Regions from separate parts of the Zea mays genome. Here region 1 is linked to region 2. The links are chromatin contacts, called in public Hi-C maps. All regions are on one chromosome and are shown on one strand. The core of a region is the stretch at or near the end of the contact, and the rest is flanking DNA. Distances in the headings are between cores, read along the strand shown. Region 1 holds the start of LOC109940986 (phytoene synthase 3, chloroplastic-like). Region 2 holds the start of LOC100283950.

Region 1 (4,632 bases), core at 2,068-4,567, 400 kb after region 2:
TAAAATCATCCCGTCGTTGTACTTTACCGCACATGTGTATTGAATATCACTCGCAAAAGCAAAAAAATCTAGATGAGAAATAATTTTTGACGGACAAATCAGTGGCATAAACGAAAAAATCTCGACAAAAAAAAATCAATGACAAAGACAAAAAATATTGAACACCCACGGTGGGGCTCGAACCCACAAACTCAAAGTTATGAGTCTTGCACTCTACAACTGAGCTAGACGAGCTTTGCATCCAAGCTCGACGCCATAGATCTTAGCGCCGAGCTCGGTGGCACGTCGGCGCCACGTCGTCGGGGGTGGAACAGCGTAGCACGTACCTCGGCGCCATAGCCTATGGCGCCGAGATGTGTTACCTCGGCGCCATAGGCTATGGCGCCGAGCAAAGGGTCTAAAAATGACATTAAAATTTTTTATGGTTCAAACCTGAATTTTTTTCTAAGAAAAGGACAAAATACAAAAAAAAAAATCGGCTTGGATGCCCGGGACCAGATGGACGTATGTTAAGTTTGGGTGTTGTTGTGAGTTAGACGCAAATCGTCTGTGCACTGCAGACAGCGACACCCCCTTCTTTTTGGTAAGAGTGAAATGAAATTTTGAATTATAGAACTCCCCTCTATTATAAAATAGTTTTCACTATAGTTTTGAAACGAAAAATGGTTGATTCCTCAAAAAACCAAAAAAAAAACAACGTCACGTATTTGGAAACGAAGGGAATAGAGTTTTATTGAATTGGTCTGGGTGGACACCTTAGGTTAGGAGCTCAAGTGGTACTCGCCTTCTTGATGTGGACGGAATGCATGAGCATCTACCATATTCCATTCCGTTCGTTGCCTCGCTGTTCCAAATTCCGAGTAATAAGCAACGAAGCAGGGTCGAGGGATCTTGCCGACCGAGTAGCCGAGACACGGCTGCATGGGAAAAGAAGATCTCTCTCTCTCTCTCTCTCTCTCTCTCTCTCTCTCTCTCTCTCTCTCTCTCTCTCTCTCTCTCTCTCTCTCTCTCTCTCTCTAGTCACGTCTCATGTGGTTCCAGGACTCTCTTGCGTGCTAGTATCGCTTCCTGGAGCTGCTAGTTGCGGTGTTGCATATCGGCCGGATGCACAAGGGGTTGCGGATCGGACTCGCGCCGCAATTGGCACTTGGCCAGCCGCGCGAGCATGCAGCGGCTTTTGTTTTCATCTCCCCTGACAATCCGGTCATGTACTCATGTGTCTCTTGCGCCAACCTTCACTTCACTTGTGTGCTGCGTGGCCTTAAAAGAAAATTGAATTCACGTACTATCCGGCAGCGCCACACTGCTCTGTCCCTGCTCACCCGGACTGGAACTTCCGTTCCCTCCCTGCGCTTGCAGCGGTTTGGTTCGAATGTTGCTGGACCTGGACTGGAATTGGAAAGCCTCTTAATTTGTTGTTGTTCCTGGGGGCGGCTTGGGTATGGTCATCACTCGCTATCGCTAGTGACGACACAAATGTCACGTGAGTGAATTGCTCGACTGGCGCACTACGACGTCCATCACCTGTATCACCTCGACGCGTGCACCTCTCTCGTATGGACACAGAAGAAAGCTACTACTACGTAGCACCGATTGCGCAAAAAAGGAACAAGGAAGGAAGGTATGTCACCTCGCGCACTGGAGTGGCGCCTTGGAAAAAAATAAAATAAAAAGAAACCGGTGAAATGCCCTTCTTTCTTTGCGTGGTCCATGATCCCGCGTACGACCGAACACCAGCACTGCACTACCACACTAGGCACAGGCAGTAGTAGGCACGCACGTATCCTGCTGCCGGCCGTGCAAAGTTGCCGTCGCACTCGCGTTATCCTGTCGCTCTGCAGTGGAGTGATGAGTCCCACCGCCGACGCCGACCGAGCGAGCGCTGACCGAGGCGCCAGGCCGAGCCGACGGCGACCACCGCCCGCCCGACCACGGGTCAGGTCGCCGTCCCGTCCCGTCCCGCCGTCCGTTACGTGGGCAAAACGCGCGTCCTGCCAGCCCCGCGGCGGCGCACCAACCACACCACCCCTCTGTCGCTCGCTCACGCCCGCACGCACTGCCACTGGCAGGCGCAGCTTCTGCATTGGCACTGCCCGTGCGCGCAGAGCAAGGCACCACTGGGTACGTGGACGGCGTCGTGGGTTGGGTGCCCCGACGCCAGCACGCACACCACCAGGCACCAGCACTAGCACCCTGCAGCGCGACGCAACTGGAGTGGCGGCCGCGGGCGGACGTACGGCGGGACGCAAGCGCAACGCAACAACGACGGGCACCATATCCAGGTGGGAACTGGGATTGGGATTTGGGAACAAGCAAGAATGAACGGAGGAGCGATCAGGCTCTCCTCTCTCCACACCACACCGGCCGGGGTGCAGGCAGGAGGCCCCACCGGGTGCTCCTCCTGTCGCTCCCACATGCCGACAGGCCGGGGGCGAGGCCTGCCACGATCGCGCGCCCCACCACGTGTCCCTTCCGGCGCGCTGCCTACCTGCCTGCTTGGGTACCGGTACCGGTCTCGTCTCTGCGTGACCTGATGGCCATGTGCGTGCGGGCGGCGGATGCGGACCCGCCCCTTGGCCCTTGGCGGCGCTCCGCGTACGGTGCGCGACGCGCCCGGGCGTGGTTCGGTGACGCCTCGTGGTCGGCGGGCACTCGAATACCTCGTTGACCAGAGAGATTACAACGGGTCAAGCAACTTTTTCATGAGGTGGAGGTTAAAGTCTACATACAAGTTTGGAGAGGAAATCCAAATGTCTCCGTAATGATAATAGATTACGATCCAAATATATCTTCACAATTTATTTAGTCTATTTATTAACTTAATTTAAAAAAATAGATAGAATAGAGTTAAATCCTAATTTAATTTAAAACCTATTACCACCCCTGTCCATAGCAGGATAATCTTGTGATGCTTTGCCCTCTGGACACTGGACTAATGGAGTAGCATGGTTTCGCCAGATAAGCACAGCTACCTGTGCCGTATCGACCACAGCACATCGCACCACACAACAGTCATCATACGAAAACGGACTTGCCATCTCCACCAGGACAACGTCTGAACCGCTCCACGCGCGCCGTTTTGTCTGGTTGCGGAGCGCAGGCAGCACCACCCTCGCCCGCTGCCATGGCTGATGGTGATGGCTGCTAGCGCGGAGCGAAATGCCTCACCTGCCCCTTTCACGAACCACGCAGAGCGCCTCTCCTCCTGGACAGGAGCACCCCCTGCCAACGCCCGCCACCTGGCCTCCTCCCGGCTCCGCAATCCCGCGCATTACAAAAGGCCGGCCACACCGCGCAAGTAGGAGTAGCTAGAGCTTGAGCGTGCATGCAGCTGTGGTTCTCATCTCATCCGTGCTCTCCTCGACCTCGCCTAGCTAGAGCTAGAGGCTCGTGGGCTGGGGGTGTCCTCCACTCCTCCCCTCGTCGTCTCCTTCCACGCGCGGCCGACACGGGTGCCGCCACGAGCGAGTCGGGCTCTGGCAACACCGCGCCGCCGCGTGGGTTGGGTTGGGTTGGGACTTGGGACTCGCGGTTTGGAACCCGAACACCAGTGGCCGGTCGCCTGCCACAGGGGGGAGGGCTAGTTTTGTTTTTCTAGTACTCGGACAGTGTCCTGCAGGCAACGGACAAAACTGACGGGAGCCCCGCCGCCTGCTGGCCTCGGCCCTCAGTTCTCACTTCTCACATCCAGCCTCCAGCGCCCGCCCGCCCGCCTCCGCTCTCTCGATCCTTCTCTATAGCTCGGCCTGGCCACCGGCCTTCCGCTCCACACATCCCCGTCTGCGTCCCTCCATTGCGACCGAGCACACGTACGCCACCGCCGCGTGTCAGCCAGCCAGCCAGCCATGATGTCTACGAGCCGCGCGGTGAAGTCGCCGGCGTGCGCGGCTCGGCGGCGGCAGTGGTCCGCGGACGCGCCGAACCGCACGGCGACGTTCCTGGCCTGCAGGCACGGGAGGCGGCTCGGCGGCGGCGGCGGGGCGCCGTGCTCCGTGCGCGCCGAGGGCTCCAACACCATTGGCTGCCTCGAGGCCGAGGCGTGGGGCGGCGCGCCGGCGCTGCCGGGCCTCCGCGTGGCGGCGCCGTCGCCCGGGGACGCGTTCGTCGTGCCGTCCGAGCAGAGGGTGCACGAGGTGGTGCTCAGGCAGGCGGCGCTCGCGGCCGCGGCGCCGAGGACGGCGCGGATCGAGCCGGTGCCCCTGGACGGCGGGCTGAAGGCGGCCTTCCACCGCTGCGGCGAGGTCTGCAGGGAGTACGCCAAGACATTCTACCTTGGTAAGCGAGATCGAAGTCCCCGCTGCTCTTCTTGTTCATCTGAATACGGTCAGTTTAATTACTTGGCACACACAAAGGTTTTGCCGTGATCGAGGCACATGCATGTGTCACAGCTGCTAGTCAGCTAGTGTGTGTTTTTCTGGCAAACTGTTTAAACAAAGTAAAAAAAAGAAACTTTTTTTTGTCCTGAAAAGGACGATAGGCAAAGGATGGAAATCTCAGTCGTACGTATCCTTGGTAGAAGCCTGAACCGGGGGGTGTCCAAGTCCAACACCTGCCTTTTCCAATTTGTTTTCTAAATCCACTAGCGTATTTGATTAATTCTGACAATGATTGTAAAAAATAACTTATAAATTA
Region 2 (4,372 bases), core at 1,100-3,599:
GGGACATGTGAACATTACCCCAGTGGAAAAATGCAAGTGCTGCCATCTCCTGAAAGTTTCCCTCAGCAAGATGAAACACCTCCTGGGCTTCCTCAGTAGTAATAGTGTCCTCGATTGCCTCAGTGTAGAGCTTCATACTGACCTCATGGAGGTCCAGGTACTCATCAGAGCTAATCCCAACATGGTTCTTGAAAAGCCGGGCGAATTGCACAATCCAATCATCAATACAGGTCACAGTGCTCCTGTCCTCATCCTGCCTATTGCTTCTAATACTTCCATTATCCGAATTGCTGTTTACATTTCTCTCCATATTGGTGTCGTCAACATAAGGTTCATGTTCCGGATCAGCCTCGGTAACATACAGCCGAAGTGAGCTCCCAGCCTCAGCCAACTCCTCAGCCCATTTCAGCTCATCCTGGTTGGTGATTGTCACAAGATCACCCTCCTTGTCCTTGTACTTGACAAGAACAGCCTTCAGTCCAGGAAACTTGCTCCGGACGGCCTCGCGCAGCTGTGCCATGCTGCAGCTCGCCGGCACCTGAGCCCACCTTATGTCCTCCCCAAACACGAGTTTCACCTGCCTTGGCTGCTCCTCCACCTCCTCCTTGATAGCTTCCGCAATCTTCTGTTCATCGACCTCCTCCACAGCAGCAGCCGCAGCCTTGGCAGCGAACTTCCGTCCTCCCCTCTTCTTGCGCGGTTTCTGCTTGGGTGCAGCGGCCACCACCTCCTCCGGCGTGGGCATGATCTCCTTGTCGTCCAGAACGATTCCCTTCTCCTCCATAGTCTTCTTGATCCTGTCGGATACATCCAGCGCAGTAAGGTTGTTGGGCTCCAGAGCGAGCACCTTGTTGACGTCCCTGCACGCGAGGTCGAGCCTGCCCAGAGCCTCGAAGCAGCGCGCCCGCTTGAGCAGCGCCTTGGTGTACTTGGGCGACGCTTCGAGCGCGATGTTGCACTCGTTGATGGCTCGGTAGTAGTCGGGCGGGCTCATCTGCATGTAGCAGGCGGCGATGTTGCTGTGGAGGTAGGCGACGTCGGGGTGCGCCCGGGGCAGAAGCTTTATGGCCTTGTCGTAGTTGAGCAGCGCGCGGTCGTAGTCCCGGCGCTGGAAGAGCTTATTGCCCTCTTCCTTGTGCTCCTGCGCCATGTCCGTGAAGAGGGTCTCATCGCCGTCGAGGACCTTGGAACCAGACCGCTCCAGTGACGCCGGCTTGCCCCCGTGGTCGCCGGACTTGCCGCCGCCGGAGGCCCTCTTCTTCTTCAGCGACGGCTTGCCCATCTCCGGCAACAAATCTACAACCAAAAGGCTCTTCTCGCAATCAACAAACGCGGTCTCGGATCCTCAAAAAAAACTGCCAAATTAGACGGAAGCAAGGTGGAATTCCACAGAAATCTTACCTTTCTATTGCCAAACCCTGCCAAACGGACCAATTGAAAGCAACAATTCAAGAGCGCCGCTCCTCTCAAACCCCGACAGGAAGCAACCAAATCCCCAAAGCCTGGAGGAAGGCGAGGGGGGAGAGAAAAGCCAACTACCCCAAGTCAAAAGCAAGCGAAGGACAGAGTCACAGAACGGAAACCAACAAGGCAACGAAGACGCGGTCGGAGCAGCGAATCTGCCTCTTTCTCGTGCGTGCGGCTGGGGATTGACGAATTGTTGGGATGCGTGGAACGGAGTAAACGAACAAACTGCCAGTACAGTACGCTTAACGGCTCAGGCAAGGGAAATGAACAGCAAGGCAGCAAGCTTAAGCTTCTGGTCTACTAATCCTTTATCTTTCCGCTGGCGTGGTCTGGTCTCGTGGAGCAGGTAGTACTAAAGAACGAGAAATCAAGGCTCAGGCAGTGCTCCACTAATCTTTTTGATTAGCGTGTATGGTTGGTTTGTGGGAATGGCTACGCAGCTGCGGGTATGCGGGACCTGGTCGGCGTCGGCGGGCGCGTGTGGTGACAGCCAAGACGCGGGCGCCGCCTGCCGGCCGATGCGCTGGGTGTTCCAGTGCGTGTGGTTGTGGTGTGGAAGCAACAACGGTGGCGGTGGTTAACGCCGGACCGCCGATTGTGAGCGCGACATGCCCAAACGGGGCCGTCCACCCGTCCTGCGTCAGCTGTCAACGTCATGGGCTCATGGAAAAGTTAAACGAGCGCTAAGCCGCCGCCACCCCGCGGATTAGGTTAGGGTTTCCCGCCTCGGCTGCGTCGCGTTCACTCTCTTTCAACGCCGGGCCAGGCCGCGCCTCCCATTACCAAGTGGGAGTGGGTCGACTTCTATGAATGGGCCAGCTAGGCCCATTTGTTGGCCCACGTGCACCCTGACTTCTTGACTGGATGAGCCCCTCTCCGTGACGTGCGTCGACCAATCAGCGCGTGCCACGTCATGCTCGGGGCTCTCACCGACGTGCGGGCCCTAGCCCGTCGAGGAGGATCGGCACTGCACGGGCTCCGTAAGCACTTCCCGAGAAAAGGAAGACAGAGAAGGAAACTGCAGTGAAGTCGCCGGCGCCGCCGCGACAGGAGGAAGGAGCAGCAGCGGCAGGGGAGGCCCGGCGATCTCTTCTGCTGCGTGCGGCGAGGGAGTAAAAGGAGCCGCGACAGGATGCACTCCTTTGGGCACCGCGCCAACGCGGTGGCAACGTTCGCGGTCACCATACTGGCCGCGATTTGCTTCGCCGCCTCCTTCTCCGACAACTTCAACACCCCAACACCCACTGCCTCCGTTAAGGTACCACACCCCTCTTCCCTGCCCCACCGCGTCTCTCTAAATCCCGTCGAGCCCGCCCGCCTGCCTTGTGTCCGATCTCCGCTGGCGTATCTATCTTAGTTCGTGACTTCGAGCGTGGGCGGCTCGATCTGCTTGTACAATCTTCATGTGTCATGCTAACACGGTCCCCGTCGTTTGGGTTACACAGATCTTGAATCTAAACTGGTTCCAGAAGGAGGCCAACGGCAACGACGAGGTAAGTCATCTCCGTTTTTTTTTTGTGCAAATTATTCAGAGCTAACATCAGACTACTTGTGTCAGATATGTTCCTCGAATTTGTAACGATTGATTGCTCTGTCTTTCGTTCTTCAGGTTAGCATGACGCTGAACATTTCGGCCGACCTTTCGTCTCTTTTCACGTGGAACACAAAACAGGTAAATGTGTATTTCTGGTACTTCAGACCCTTCCCTTCATGGTCGCCATTCCCAGTTTCCACTAAGTTTTACTGCACTAGAAAGTATGGTTTTAGTTTTGTGTACGAGGTCAACACTGAAAAGTAAGGAATCCTCGAGCACAGGAAGTACTCTCTCCTTAATGTTTGTGTCTTTGAGCGAATGCGAATTTGAACCTGAGCTTTGGATAACTGTTAGAGTGTTCTCAGTTTGCACAATGGTCTATGAGAAATATAATGGGAATTTGCCAGAAAAATTCGGTGAATCATGATACATCTGTGCGACTAAATCTCTAATGCACCTGATCTATTAGTGCTGCTCAAGCGAAACTTTAAAAGATCACTGCTTAACTTTGCTTTTATTGCATGCTTATAGGTGTTTGTTTTTGTGGCAGCAGAGTATGAGACTCCACAGAATGCTTTGAATCAAGTAAGTTTGTCAATTATTATTCTTCGTGAGTCCATATATTACTTGTGGTTCTGTAATGTGGGCCATTATTATAGTGGCTCAGATGATTAGCATCTCTATCAAGATGCCTCAAATTAGTGCTCCAAAAGTTGAAATACTACATCATTTAACGTGTTTAGGGCACTAAAAACAAATTGTGCTCCAATAGTTAAGCCTTAAATAATGTATTTTAGGAAATAAATTACATTATTAGGAAAGAAAATATTGAGGATGATGTAGAAAATAAGGATAGGGACTAATCCGAGTGTTGTATATTTGTGTCACTTCATTGTCTGCCCTATTTTATTTTTATTTTTTTGATAAAAAAATTGTAAAATAGAACGCTGTTGAAGTTGTTTCTTTTATGAGTAGAGCCCTATATTTTAAGATAGTGCACTGATTTAAGACACTGTTGGAGATGCTCTTAGTTACTACTAACCTACAGTCCTACACAATTGTTCATAAAAGCATGAGTTTTCTGCTCGGGACTGTAGTGCAATCTCATGCAATTGCCACTTGCTTGAGGGTTGCAGTAATGATGTCATATAGTTTTCTTCTTGGTCAACATACAATGGGATTTGTTGTGGACACATATAGTGGTTTTGGAAAGTGAATTTACTTTGCTGTGGGGTTGTGCCAAACCTTTATAAGCTACACAATCTGACCTAACCCATTAGACATCTCCATGTGTTGTTGATGGGAATTTTTTTTCACGTAGATGAACTACAGTTGAAGTATAAATCGGGGAAAACTGAAGTCTGTTAGAGT

Evidence for each region. Hi-C and Micro-C count contacts between places; a contact is called where the count stands out from the background.
Region 1: a Hi-C map of leaf shows a contact between it and region 2, with 9 times the contacts expected there. The contact joins the promoter of LOC109940986 here to the promoter of LOC100283950 in region 2. A contact is called at or near these places in 3 of 25 Hi-C or Micro-C datasets (ear, leaf and tassel) and 1 of 3 datasets of contacts at active chromatin or transcription factors (leaf).

The regions. Positions count from the first base shown.
Region 1 is chr7:152,666,003-152,670,634 of Zm-B73-REFERENCE-NAM-5.0, forward strand. LOC109940986 (phytoene synthase 3, chloroplastic-like) reads left to right here and starts at 3,318. Exons shown (of 6, transcript NM_001405313.1): 1 at 3,318-4,275. The coding sequence starts at 3,846.
Region 2 is chr7:152,269,717-152,274,088 of Zm-B73-REFERENCE-NAM-5.0, forward strand. It overlaps LOC100283950, which reads left to right and starts at 2,350. Exons shown (of 6, transcript NM_001156848.2): 1 at 2,350-2,725; 2 at 2,913-2,960; 3 at 3,077-3,139; 4 at 3,533-3,586. The coding sequence starts at 2,600. It overlaps LOC103633129 (Octicosapeptide/Phox/Bem1p (PB1) domain-containing protein / tetratricopeptide repeat (TPR)-containing protein), which reads right to left and starts at 2,108. Exons shown (of 4, transcript XM_020540974.1): 1 at 1,402-2,108; 2 at 1-1,296. The coding sequence starts at 1,282.